2 separate regions of the Capra hircus genome follow, and region 1 is linked to region 2. The links are chromatin contacts, called in public Hi-C maps. All regions are on one chromosome and are shown on one strand. The core of a region is the stretch at or near the end of the contact, and the rest is flanking DNA. Distances in the headings are between cores, read along the strand shown. Region 1 holds the start of HSD17B14 (17-beta-hydroxysteroid dehydrogenase 14). Region 2 has its middle 19 kb from the start of FGF21.

What was found. Hi-C and Micro-C count contacts between places; a contact is called where the count stands out from the background.
Region 1: a contact with region 2 is called in a Hi-C map of blood, with 2.5 times the contacts expected there. The contact joins the promoter of HSD17B14 here to the enhancer-like site in region 2. A contact is called at or near these places in 3 of 5 Hi-C or Micro-C datasets (blood and liver).

Annotation. Positions count from the first base shown.
Region 1 is chr18:56,458,007-56,464,552 of ARS1.2, forward strand. It overlaps HSD17B14 (17-beta-hydroxysteroid dehydrogenase 14), which reads right to left and starts at 5,248. Exons shown (of 8, transcript XM_018062745.1): 1 at 4,976-5,248; 2 at 4,162-4,244; 3 at 3,590-3,656. The coding sequence starts at 5,063. PLEKHA4 (pleckstrin homology domain-containing family A member 4) reads right to left here. Exons shown (of 21, transcript XM_018062740.1): 20 at 6,298-6,410; 21 at 5,543-5,977. The coding sequence ends at 5,715.
Region 2 is chr18:56,418,909-56,425,922 of ARS1.2, forward strand. No RefSeq gene overlaps it. Among named protein-coding and RNA genes, the nearest start is that of FGF21, 19 kb to the left of the region's middle. Within about 2 kb of position 2,578, at least 1 of the 5 cell types and tissues checked has an H3K27ac peak or open chromatin away from gene starts, as enhancers often do.

The DNA.
Region 1 (6,546 bases), core at 3,998-6,497, 42 kb after region 2:
CATGGAATATTACTCAGCCTTAAAAAGGAAATGCTGCCGTTTGCCGCAACCTAGAGAATATCATGCTTAGTGAAATGAGTCAGATGGAGAAAGACAAATGCCGTATGACATCACTTGTATGTGGAATCTAACAAATAATATATGCAAAATGGAAACAGACTCAGATATAGAAAACAAACTTGTGGTTACCAAAGGGGTGAAGGAAGGAGGGAGGGACAAATTAGGGGTATACAAGATGAAAAAACAAAAACAGAAGGCTAGTGGTATGCAAACTCCTCCAGATATAAACTACTATGTATAAAATAGATAAGCAACAAGGATATACTCTATAGTACAGGGAATTATAGCCATTATCTTGAAATAACTCACGATGGAGCACAGTCTGTAAAAACATTGAATCACTATGCTGCAAACCTAATACTGTAAATCAACTATACATCAATTAAAAAATTTAAAAGAAGCAACAAAAGAGAAAAAAAAAAAACCTTGAAAGCAGTCACAGGGCCAGAAAACCTGGATTCAAACCTCAACCCTGCCATTTCTTAGCTGTGTGACCTTAGGCAAGTCACTTTGCTTCTGTGTGCCCGTTTGCTCATGTGCGAAATGAGGATAACACCTTGTTCTCGAGCTCAGAAATTTCACAAGTCAATATTTCTGCCTGACACCGAGTACAATAAATGTGTTTGTTAAGTAAACAGAACTGGGTAGATAGTAGAGGGACAGAAAAATCAACATTCAGAAGAAAAGAGGCAGGAAATATAGGTACAAGAACAGGAAAATTAAAAAAAAAAAAAAAACAGGAAAAAATGGACCCCAAACCTTCCAAAGGCTTTAGGAGTCAAAGTGGATGAAGAGGGTCTTCCTTGGAGGTCCAGTGACTAAAGATCCCACACTCCCAATGCTAGGGCTCGATCCCTGGTCAGGGAACTGGATCCCACGTGTGGCAGCTAAGACCTAGCACAGCCAAATAAATAAATATATTATAAAAGTGGATGAAAGGAAAGAGAGATGGGAAACAAGATGATGGACAATTAAGGAAATAGGTATTCCTCCCGGAGACCCAGGGCTTCTGGCTTTGTTTCTTTCAGAAAACAGTTCAGCTTCAGAGAATCTATCCCAGATCCCATATCCAAAACCACCCCTACCATTCTCTAAGCCCTCAATCAGCTTTATCCATTATCACTATGGGACATGCTAATATACACAACCAATTCTCATTCTTCAAGGCAATTATAGTCCACAAAGTCACAGCGAACACTGAAGTAGTGAATAGTGACCCCACTGCTCCTAAGGGGAAATATGTATATATAACATTACATGATAACATATACATACTATGGACTGAATGCTTGTGTCCTCCCCCAGATTTCATACATTCAACTCCTAACTTCAGGGCTTCCCTGGTGGCTCAGTGGTGAAGAATCCACCTGCCAATGCAGGGGACATGGGTTTGATCCCTGATCCGGGAAGATCCCACACGTAGCAGCCCCACCCCTGAGCCTGCGCTCTAGAGCCTGGGAGCCACGACTACTGAAGCCCACTCGCTCTAGAGCCTGTGCTTCACAACAAGAGAAGGCACCACAACGAGAAGCTTGAGCGCTGCACCCAGAAAGTAGCCCCCAGCCTCTGAAACTAGAGAAAAATCCGTGCATCAACAAAGACCCAGCACAGCCTATATATAGATATATAAACTGTTATAAGAAAAGAACCCTAACTTTCAATAAGATGGTATTTGGAGGTGGGGGTCTGTGGGAGTTAAGTCATGAGGATGGAGCCCTCTTGAATGGGATTAGTGTCCTCATAAAAAAGACCCCAGTGAGGCCCTTCATTCCTTCCACCTTAAGCGGGGCCTCACAAGACACCAAATTTGCCTCTGTCTTGATCTTGGATTTCCCAGCCTCCAGAAATAAATGTTCATTGTTTAAGTCAATCTGTCCATGGTATTTCTATTATAGCGGCATGAGCAGACTAAGACAGGACATACATGTGTTATGTGTGTAATGAATAGCGTGCTCCTGCTCAGTCGCATCAGTCATGTCCAACTCTTTGGGATCCCATGGACTGTAGCCCACCAGCTCCTCTGCCCATGGGATTCTCCAGGCAAGAACACTGGAGTGGGTTGCCATGCCTTCCTCCAGGGGATCCTCAGGACCCAAGATTGATCCTGAGTCTCTCAGGTCTCCTGCACAGCATTACAGCTGAGCCACAGGGGAAGACCATATATGCACATATGTATATGTTTACAACTATATGTTTCTCTAACATAGATTATAATCTTAAATCCTCAAAATAATGCGCACTGGTGGACTCATTTATTTTGCAAATAAAGCAATGGAGATTCCGGAGTGTAGCTGACTTGCCTGAGGCTGCCCCACTCCAGGTACCAGAGTTAGGCTTCAAGCCTGTCCAACTAGCCCCAGGGAGGCCTACAAGACACTGCCCTCTTCTGTCTCCACCTCCGGGCATCTCTTTGTTTGAAAGCTGAACTCAGAGGGCAGAGCATCACTTCGTTTGACCTTAGCTGGGAACATGTGCTGCTGGTGACTCAAACTTTTGCCGCTCTGAACTTGTCCACAAATACCCAGAAAGCGCAGTGGGATTCTGAGGTTACAACCCACACCCCCACCAAGTAGGTGAGTTCACAAATACAAAATCTGTGAATAAATTAGTATTAACTATATCTGCCTTTTATTGTCTATTTCCTTACTTTACAATGTGAATCCCATGAGGACAGGAAGTGAAAGTCACTCAGTCGTGTCCGACTCTCTGTGACCCCATGGACTATAGAGTCCATGGAATTCTCCAGGCCAGAATACTGGAGTGGGTACCTTTTCCCTTCTCCAGGGGAATCTTCCCAACACAGGAATCAAACCCAGGTCTCTTGCATTGCAGGCAGATTCTTTACCAACTGAGCTATGAAGACAGGAAAGCTTGGTGGATTTTGCTCACTGCTAAATCTCCAGTCCCTAGGACAGAAGGTGGAGTGCAGTAGATCTCAATAAATATCTGCCGAATGGATCAAGCACACGGAGAGAAAGGAGGAGTATATCTTTAAATCCTTACAAGAGGACAGTGCAGCCCAGAAAGAGGAAGTCAATTGCTCAACGTTGCCCAGCCAAGAAGAAAGGCTTCTTTCTACCACAGTGTGTGATCCCAGTCCAATCAGTTCGCCTCTCTGAGTCTCAGTTTAGCAATATGACGCATTGTTATAAAGGGTAGTCATTAAGTGGATGGCAATTTCTCGTCAAAGCCTCCACACCAAGCCCTATAAACCATGTGTGGAGAATACATCTTCCCAGTATTGGAAAAAGAGAAGGGCCATCAGCCTTGCTTCCTAGGTAAGAAACAGGCTACAAGATGGAAGTTATTCATCCAAGACAGTTCCCATAATTATGAGGCTGTTCAGCACAACGACCCTGTAACGATGATGAGAATGGTCATTTTCATTTTAGAAATGTAGAAATGGATGCAGATAGGACTAAGGGCACAGGCTGGGGAGCACACAGCAGGGGTAGAGCCAGGCTTGGGGTGAGAAGTCAGGAGATGGGTTGACACCAGTGGGGAACGGCCCTCAGGCCTCACGACTCACGGTAGCCAGCATTGTTGACTATGCAATCCAGGTGGCCGAATCGGCGGATGGTCTCAGAAACGAGGGTCTGGGGAGAGAGAGGTCTTCTGAGTGAGTGGTGCTGGCATCAGGTCTTATAGAGCCAAGGGTCCCAAAGGCGAGGTGGGGACAGGAGTCACAGCTGAGGGGCCGGAGCCCAGTGGGCTGGTGACATTCACACTGCGGTCACTACCCTAGAGACCCGGGACTGGAGACAGATGTCAGAGACACTGACTAGACGGAAGGAATGGAAAGTGAGGAAAGAGAAAAGAATCCTGCAAGAATGAGACCCCCTGTGAGGAATGTATTTGTCCCAATCCCCGTGACAGCTGTGACAGAGCCTTGAAAGAGTGGGAGGTAAAAGCAAATCCTCCCAGGAGACACAAGACCTGGTCAGTACAGTTAGGGAAAGCCTTGAAGTGATACTGAGCTGAACGGGGAAAGGCAGAGGGAACAGCATGTGCAAAAGCCTTCGGGGCGGCCAGGGGAGGGGGTTGGTGGGGAGAGAGAACCAACTGGACATGGCGGGTAGTAGAGACAGAAAATACACTCACCCTCACATCTTCCTCCCGAGTCACGTCACAGAGCAGAAAGACAGTGCCAGGAAGCTCTCGCTCCACCGCCCTGCCCCTGGCCTCTGCAGGAAGAGAAGGGCTGGGGGTCTGGACTTCAGAGTCTGAGGGAGGAGGGGGCTGGGAGGCTGAATCCTGGGTCTGAGGGAGGAGGAAGCCAGGGGTTTGGACTCCTGGGTCTATCAGAGGAGGGGTCTGGGGGCCTGGACTCCTCCTGGAGGGTTGGGGATGAGGACTGAGGGACCCTCGCTCACCATCTTTGTCACAGATAACCACCTGGGCACCGCTTTCCACTGAGAATAAGAAAGAAGAGGTTACCCCCCAGCCGACCTTGGCGAAGGCCTCTGCTGACCTCTAGTGGCCACCTACAGCGGGTTGGGCCCGTCTCCCACTCTGCTCCCCTCCTGACCCCAAAGTCTCATGATGACTCCCTAGGACAGAGGGCAGAAGTTTTGACAGATACTCTTCTGGGTTATTCTAGGTGCCTGCTGGGGCTCCGGAGCCTGCCTTCCTGGGTTCCAGAGTAAACCTGAAATCTGCAAGAGACATCGTCCCCCAAACTGCCTGTTTTGCAGAGACAGCTGAGACCACAGAAACGGCGTTTGGAAATATGCCAAAATCTCAGGCCCTAGGCAACCACTGCCTACCTTTTCGTTCACTTTGTAAATCGGATCTTGTAAGATAAGAATCTAGACTCCAGTATAGGACCTACTTTTTCTCACACCCATTAGTTAGCCCTCGGAGGTCCCTCCTCTCCCAGATTCCCAATATTTAGAGCCAGCCAGACCCCACTCACCGAAAGCTCGAACGATCCCGGCTCCTATGCCGCGACCGCCGCCGGTCACGATGACCACCTTCCCAGCATAGCGCGTTCCCGTTGCCATTCTGCCGGACACCGCCTCTCCTCTTTCACTCACTCCGGGCTTCTATCCACCTCCAAAATCGGGTGAGGAAGTGGGGTCAAATCGTAAACAGGGGCCGGATCCTGGAAGCCCGGCCCTGAGGGTGGGGGTGGGGGGCGTTGCCAGGAAAGCCAGAAGCCTGGAAGCCTGGTCCCTCCCTCAGATCCAAGAGTCTGGATGCCCAGACCTTCTTCCCTCAAATTCAGGATTCCTGGCATCCGGCCGCCCTCTGCCCTCGGACCTAAATGTCCAGGTCCCTCGTCTTCCTTCAGACGCAAGAATCCAGGTCCCCATCCCCCTCTTCCCTCAGGCCCAGTACTCCGGACCCTGAGATTTCCTCCTTCCTCGGACCTACAAGTCCAAGGTCCCGGTCCCCTCCTCCTTTGCGACCCAGAAATCCACGACCCCAGCTCTACCCCCACTCAGAGACACCAGAGTCACAACCTCAAACAGACAAAAAGTTATTGACTAAAAAGTTCAAAGTTTTAATCTAAATTTGGACAAGTGTCGGGAAAAGCAAACTTTGGCCACAGAAACCATTTCTAGGTCACGGGAGAAGAGAGGCTGCAGATCTTCAGGTGGTCCGTCCAGGCCACGCCCTCACGCTCTGATTGGCTCCCACGTCTGGGCGGGTCAGAAGCTGGACTGCAGCAGGGTGACCCTCAGAGGCCACGCCCCCTCGTCGGGGGTCCGGGCTGGAGGGGCCGGCCCGGAATCCCAGGTCTCTTCCCAGGAGGCGGGGCCTGCGCCGCGCCCACTACCTCTGGGGGAGAAACCCGTGGAGCAGGAATTGGCTGTTGGAGGAGATCTTCGGGGTGAGGACGCCTGGGGCGTGGGATCTAACGGAGGTGGCGGCGCAGGGGGAAGAGGGTCCCCTCGAGAGTCCAAATTTCCACCTGGAGAGGACGGATGGGGAATGAGAATGGCAAACTCAGGAATCCAGAAGTCCAGACACCGCCCTCCGCCCCCAGGCCTTTCCTCTCAAATCTAGGAGTCCGGCCTCCCTGCCCCCTGCTCTCCCAAACTCAGCACTTCTGCACCTTAGCCTCCTCCTGCCTGGAATCTAGCACTCCCAAGCCCTGTCCAGGTCTTCCCTCATCAAGACAAAGGATTCCCAGGGGCCCTCAGACCCCTCCCCATCACGACCTGAGATTCCAGACCCCCGACCCCCCCATCCCTAAAACCTAGGTGTCCTAAGTCCCCAGCTCATTCTCACCTGTCATCATTCCACGCCACTGCGATGCCTCAGCGGCCAGGGCTTGAGAGAGGCTGAGGACTCGCTCCCGGTGCCCTTCGGATGTCAGCAAATAAGGGATGGTGTTCCTTGGACTAGAAAAAAAGAGTTTGGGCGAAACTTCAATTAGCCAGTACAGTAGAGGCCACAGTGCCGCGCGTGTCCTTCTGGGAGTTGTAGTCCCTAGCACGTGTCTCTAAAGGATTTTAAACGTGGAGCGACCCTCTTTTT
Region 2 (7,014 bases), core at 1,328-3,827:
ATCCATTTGCCTTATCAAATGGAGGTGGTATGGGCTAATGGATTGAGAAAGATCTCCCCAAAGAATTGTCTACATTACTCTTGTCAGTGAAAGAAAAGGGAAAGCTGTTAGGTTAATTTTTAAACCTTTCATGCAGACATATAACATAAACACATAGCACACGAATAAAACTGAAATGTTTGGTTGCTGGACCAAATTACTATTAGTTGGGTGCCTTAAAATGAAAAGAAATTATTCTCTCACAGTTCTGGAAGCCAGAGGTCCAACATGAGAGTCACCAGGTCAGAATCAAGGTGTAGGGACTTCCCTGGCTGTCTAGTGATTAAGACTCCATGTTTCCACTGCAGAGGGCATGGGTTTGATCCCTGGTCAGGGAAGTAAAAGCCTACTTGCTGTGGCCAAATATAAATAAGTAAATAAAACTGAAAAAAAAAAAAAAAAGGAAATCAAAGTGTGGGCAGGGCTTTGATCCCTCCAGAGGCTCTTAAGGGAGAATCTGTTCTTCTTTATCTCCTCCAGTTTTCAATAATTATGAGCAATCCTTGGCTTGGGGCCACATGACTCCAATGCTCAAAGCCAGCATCTTCAAATCTCTCTCTGCTCCATCTTTACATCACGTTCTCTTCCGTGTGTGTCAAATATGCCTCTGCTTCTCTTGTAAAAGGATACACCTGATTGCATTTAGGACTTGCCTGTTGCCCAGGGCTTCCCAGGTGGTTCAGTGGTTAAGAATCGCCTTGCAATGCAATGCAAACATTGGTTCTATCCCTGGTGTGGGAAGATCCCACCTGCCATGGAGCAGCTAACCCGTGTGCCACAACTACGGAGCCCACTTTTTAGAGCTTGCAAGCCGGAACTACTGAGCCTATGCACTGCCGCTACCGAGGCCCTTGCACCCAGAGCTTATGCTCTGCAACACCTGCTTGCCGCAACTAGAGAAAGCGACGTGCAACAACGAAGATCCATCCCAGCCAAAATATAAAATAAATACATCTTTAAAAAAACAAAAAGAATCTTCCCAGATAATCACCTATCTTAAGGCCTAATTTAATCAGATTTGCAATAATCTTTTTTTTGTTCTTGTTATATAAGGTAAATTGGCTGGTTCCAGGGCTTAGACTTGAATCCCACTTAGGACATGTTTCAGCCTACCATGTACTGTTTAAGAAATAAGTATGAAACAAACTCTTTAGCCACCACCACCCAGGTTAAGCAATAGAACATTTTCTCCCCCAATTTCTGGCTGTGGAGTCTTCATGAGAAAATGTCAGACAAACTGAAGCTGAAGGTCATTCCACAACATACTCCACCAATATCCTCCCAAACTGTCAAGGTCATGGAAAGACAAGAGAAAACAGAAAGCTCACAAATTGAAGAAAACTAAGGACATAGGATGACTATATGCAATGTGGCATTCTGGATGGATCTCAGAACAGAAAAAGGACAATTGTGGGAAAATTGATGACATTCAAATAAAGCCTGCATTTCGTTAATTCTTAGTTTTGACAAATACACCATAGTTATTAAGATGTTTACATTAAGAGAAGCTGGGTTGAAGGGTATAGGAACTCTGTATTAGCTCTGCAAATTCTCTTTGTAAATACGAAGTTATTCCAAATCAAAAAGTTGACCTGTGAAAAAAAAAAAAGAAAGAAAAAAATCAGCACCCCAGCAAGGAAAGACAAAATAAAAAAACAAAATACACCCTCCCAAAAAGACTTCCTAAACTAAACTAAATTGGAAATAAAAGCTGAAAACACTAAGTTCATTGGTTGATGGACACTTGAATTGTTTCCATATCTTCAGTTCAGTTCAGTCGCTCAGTTGTGTCTGACTCTTTGCGACCCCATGGACTGCAGCATGCCAGGCTTCTCTGTCCATCACCAACTCCCTGAGCTTGCTCAAATTCATGTTTTTTGAGTTGGTGATGCCATTCCAAGTATCTCATCCTCTGTCTTCCATATCTTGGCTATTGTAAAAAAAAAAAAAAAATGCTGCTATGTACATCAGGGTGAATGTATCTTTTCCACTTAGTGAGGCTTTGTGTGTGTGTGTGTGTGGTGGTGGGGGGGTATACCCAGGAGTGGAACCTCGAGTAGTTCTATTTGTAATTTTTGACAAACCTCAATACTTTTTTCCACCGTGACTTCAACCTCCCATATTACTTTAAATCCTCTCTAGATCACTTATAATACCTAATTCAATGCAAATGCAGTGTAAACAGTTATGATTATCACGTAAATACTGTGTTAATAGCTGCCAGCACGCAGCAAGTTGAAGTTTTCAATGAGCCAACTAACACAACGCAGCATGAAAAAAAAAATCTCATAAAAGAATGTTGAGCTGAGGAAGTCCTATTTTATTTCCCTTTCTCCCCCCATATGTGGCTGGTAGGGGTGTGAATTAACACTTCGGCAAATCCTGATGGTCTGATCTCCGACAGGCACCCTGATCCAATCACTTCTGGCTCCTCCCGCAGTTACCACCCTGGTCCTGCAGTCACCGCAGTCGCCATAGTCCCCCGCCTGGACTCTTCACCGTCTTCCTCAAGGGACGCTCCCCGCTACCGCCCTCACCGCCCTCTGGCGATTCCTGCACACGGCCGCCAGAGGGCGCCTGTTCCCATTTACTGACGGACAAGGCCTGGCTCTGGCCTCAACCTCGCTGTTGTTCAGTCGCTCAGTCGTGTCCGACTCTGTGCGACCCTATAGACTGCGGCACACCAGGCTCCCCCGTCCCTGGGATTCTCCAGGCAAGAACACTGGAGTGGGTTGCCATTTCCTTCTCCAATGCACGAAAGTGGAAAGTGAAAATGAAGACGCTCAGTCGTATCCGATTCTTAGCGACCCCATGGACTGCAGCCTACCAGGCTCCTCCGTCCGTGGGATTTTCCAGGCAAGAGTACTGGAGTGGGTCGCCATTGCCTTCTCCCCAAAATGCTTACTAATATATAAACATATATGACAACTATTGGAATATTCATTGGAAGGACTGATGCTGAAGCTGAAACTCCAATACTTTGGGCACCTGATGTGAAAAGCTGACTCATTTGAAAAGACCCTGATGCTGGGAAAGATTGAAGGCGGAAGGAGAAGGGGACGACAGAGGATGAGATGGTTGGATGGAATGACCGACTCCATGGACATGAGTTTGAGTAAGCTTCCCGGGAGTTGGCGATGGACAGGGAGGCCTGGCATTGTGCAGTCCGTGGGGTCTCAGAGTCAGACAGGACTGAGCGACTGAACTGAACAGCTATTGAGCCTGTGCTCCAGAGTCCAGTAGCTGCAGCTACTGAAGCCAGTGTGGCCCTAGAACTTGTGCTCCGAAACAAGAGAAGCCGCAGCAATGAGAAGCTGGCGCTGGGGAACTAGAGAGTAGCCCCTACTTGCTGCAGCTTGAGAAAACCCCACGTGCAGCAGCAAAGACTCAGCACAGACAAAATAAATAAATGAATAAAAAAAATTTTTTTTCAAGAACTGCTTGTTGCTAATTAAGGATTCATCATTACATAACACATTCAATACCACCGTCCAGGACAGAACGCTGGGTGTAGGAACCAGAGGACCCCTATTCCAGCATCCTTGTTGCCTCGCTAACTAGCAGCACTTCCCCGTTTTTATGTAACATGACGTGCCCGTGCCTGCTCAGTCATGTTTGACTCTTTGTGACTCCGTGGACTGCAGCCCGCCAGGCTCCTCTGTCCTTGGGGATTCTCCGGGCAGGAATGCTGGAGTGGATTGCCATTTCCTTCTCCAGGTGTGCCCATCTTTATTTTGGACTGTCTTTCTGTCAAGTTGTGGGAGCCCTGCTGGGGACAGGGGGCTTATAGGAGTCTTGGTAGATTCTGAATCTAGACCTTACCAGTTATATGATTTGCAAATACTTTCCCCATTCTGTGGGTTTTTTCATTCTCTTGATAGCGTCCTTTGATGCACAAAATCTCTAATTTTGATGAAGTCAGTTTTCCTGTTTTCTTCTTCTGTTGCCTGTGCTTTTGGTGTCCTGAGAACTCATCATCAAGTCAAGTCATAATGATTTAGCCCAGTATTTCCTTCTAAGAGTTTTCTAGTTTTAGTCCTTACATTTAGGACTTTGATGGTTTAAAGTTTGTATATGGTATGATGTAAAGGGTACAACTTCAGACTTTTGCAAGGGGGTAGCTGCCTGTTCCAGCACCGTTTATTGAAGAGACAGCTCTTTCTGCCATTGAATGGACTTGGCTCTCTCATCAAAAATCAACTGGCCATTGATGGATAGGCTTATTTCTGGACTCTGCATCTACTCTTGTTTTATGGCAGCACCATATTGTTCTGATTACTGTGGCTTTGTAAGTCAGCTTTGAAATCGAGACGTGTGAATCCTCCAACCGTGTTCATTTCCAAGACTGTTTTGGTATGTGGGGTCCCTTGTGATTCCCTATGAGGTTTAGAGTCATGTCTTCCATTCTGCAAGTAAGGACTGGGCTTTTGTTTCATCTTATTTGGTATTTTGATAGAGATTACATTGGGTCCTTAGATTGCGTTATTGCTTTGGGGACTTTCTTTTTTTCTCATGCCATCCAGCACGTGGGATGTTAATTCCTTGACCAGGGATGGAACCTTCATCCCTGCATTGGAAGCAAGGAGTCTTAATCACTGGGCTACCAGGGAAGGCTCAGTGTTGCCATCTTAATAATACTGCCTTCCAATCCATGAATTCAGGACATATCCCCATTATGTGGCGCAAAGGTAAAGAAACTGCCTGCCAATGCAGCAGATGCAAGGGATGCTGGTTCAATCCCTGGGTTGGGAAGATACCCTGGAGTAGGAAATAACAATGCACTCCAGTATACTTGCTTGGAAAATTCCATTGACAGAGGAGTCTGGGAGGCTATAGTGCATTCACAATAGGTTTTTAGTGTGGTTCTTTAGCTGTTGTTGTTTGGGAAATCTTAACCAGAGACTTCCCACCAGGGGCATCCCCTTTAGCATTTTCTATGTATAAGATCATGTTATCTGCAAATAAAGATAACCTAACAACTTTGCAGCTTAACTGCCTTTCATTTTTTTCTAGCTTAACTGCTCTGAATAGAACTTCGGCTACATTTTTGAGTGAAAGATGCAAAGGCAGCGTCATTTCTTGTCCTGATCTTAGAAGGAAGACTTTCAGTCTTTCACCATTTAGTAAGACGTTTGCTGACAGTCCGTCTTATATACCCAAGCCAGTGTTTCTTTTTTGTTGTTGCTGTTAATTTTATTAGAGTTGATTTATAATGTTGTGTGAATTTCTGCTGTACAGAACAGTGATTTGGTTACACACATATATACATTCTTTTCATATTCTTTTGCATTGTGGTTTATTACAGGATCGTGAGTATAGTTCTCTGTGCCATACAGTAAGGCCTTGTCTATCCATCATATGTATAATAGCTCACCCCAAACTCTTAATCCTTCCGTTCCCATCCCAAACCACTGTTTCCTACACATCTCCGAAAAAGAGCCTTCCCAAACAGTGTCCCTCCAGATGTTTGTAAATTTTTATAATGCAATAAAATTGTTTTTAACCAATCACATTGGAAACTGCTGAAATTTTGTTTGGACTTTCTCTGCTCTTCCTTCCACCTCTGAGACTTTATCCCACCATTGCCGCCAGATGGCGCCAGAGGCACTTCCTGCGGCGCCTAAGGCCGGATCTCTCAGTGATGGTTACTTTAGCTGAGATTTACTTTCAAAACAGTTTTTCTTTTCCTCAGTTTAATCTTATTCTTCATTATTTTGTCTTGTTTATTTATTTATATCACGATTTTTCCATATTAATGGATATTCCTACATAGAACATAAGTGATGTTTATAAGTTTCTCTGATCTTTTCATCCCTTAGAACTAGAGTTTAGCATTCACAGTTAGACTAAATCTGATTTTTTGAATTCATTGTTTGTTTTTAAGAAGCCAATGAAAATATTTGTATACAAAAGCATGATTGTTGAACATGATTAGTGAAACGGGTATTTACAGCTGCAGACGTTCAAACTTACAAAGTGTTTTATTTTTTCTTTTTGGCCACACCATACATGTAGGATCTTATCCCCCCAGCCGGGATGGAATCTGCGCCCGCTGCAGTGGAAGCATGGACTCTTAACCACTGGACCACCAGGGAAGTTCAAAATGGTTTTATTATATATTAATCCAAGGAGTTTTGGTGAACTTTTCAGAATTCTGAATAAACTAAATGAAAATTCCCATTTTGCTCTCTCCACTTAGTGTATATTTTTTATTTTGTAATGAAGAACATCCTTAAGCATGAAGACGACATAATATTTTGAAAACACACACACAATTTTTTAAGCCATTAAGATCTACAGTCCCCGAAACATTGTTTATGTTGTTGGTCAGTCACCAAGTCGTGTCCGATTCTGCAACCCCATGGACTGTGGCAGCCAGGTTTCCCTGAACCTTACCGTCTCCCGGGATTTGCCCAAGTTCTTGTCCTTTGCATCAGTGATGCCATCCAACCATCTTATCCTCTGTGACCCTCTTCTTCTTCTGCCCTCAATCTTTCCCAGCATCAGGGTCTTTTCCAAGGAGGAGGAGCCTGGCGGGCTACAGTCCATTGGATTTCAAAAGAGCTAGACACAACTTAGTGGCTAAACAACAATGACATGGCCTTAATAGGTAGGTACTATGATCTTCATTTTTGAAATGAGAAAACTGAGGCTCAGAGAGGTGCACTCACTTCCCCAACATCACACAGCTTTGTTGTTGTAGCTGTTTAGTCCCTAAGTCATATCTGACGACTTTTTTTGCGACCACATGGACTGTAGCCCACCAGGCTCTTCTCTCCGAGGATTCTCCAGGCAAGAATATTGGAGTTTGGTTGCCATTTCCTACTCCAGGTGATCTTCCTGACGCAGGAATCAAACCCAAGTCTCATGTTTGGCAGGCTTATCACTGAGCCATCCAGGAAGCCCATCACACAGCTATTAGAGAATTTTTTTAAGTTGATTTTTAATTAGGCAAAGTATGAAGGGTATCTGAAA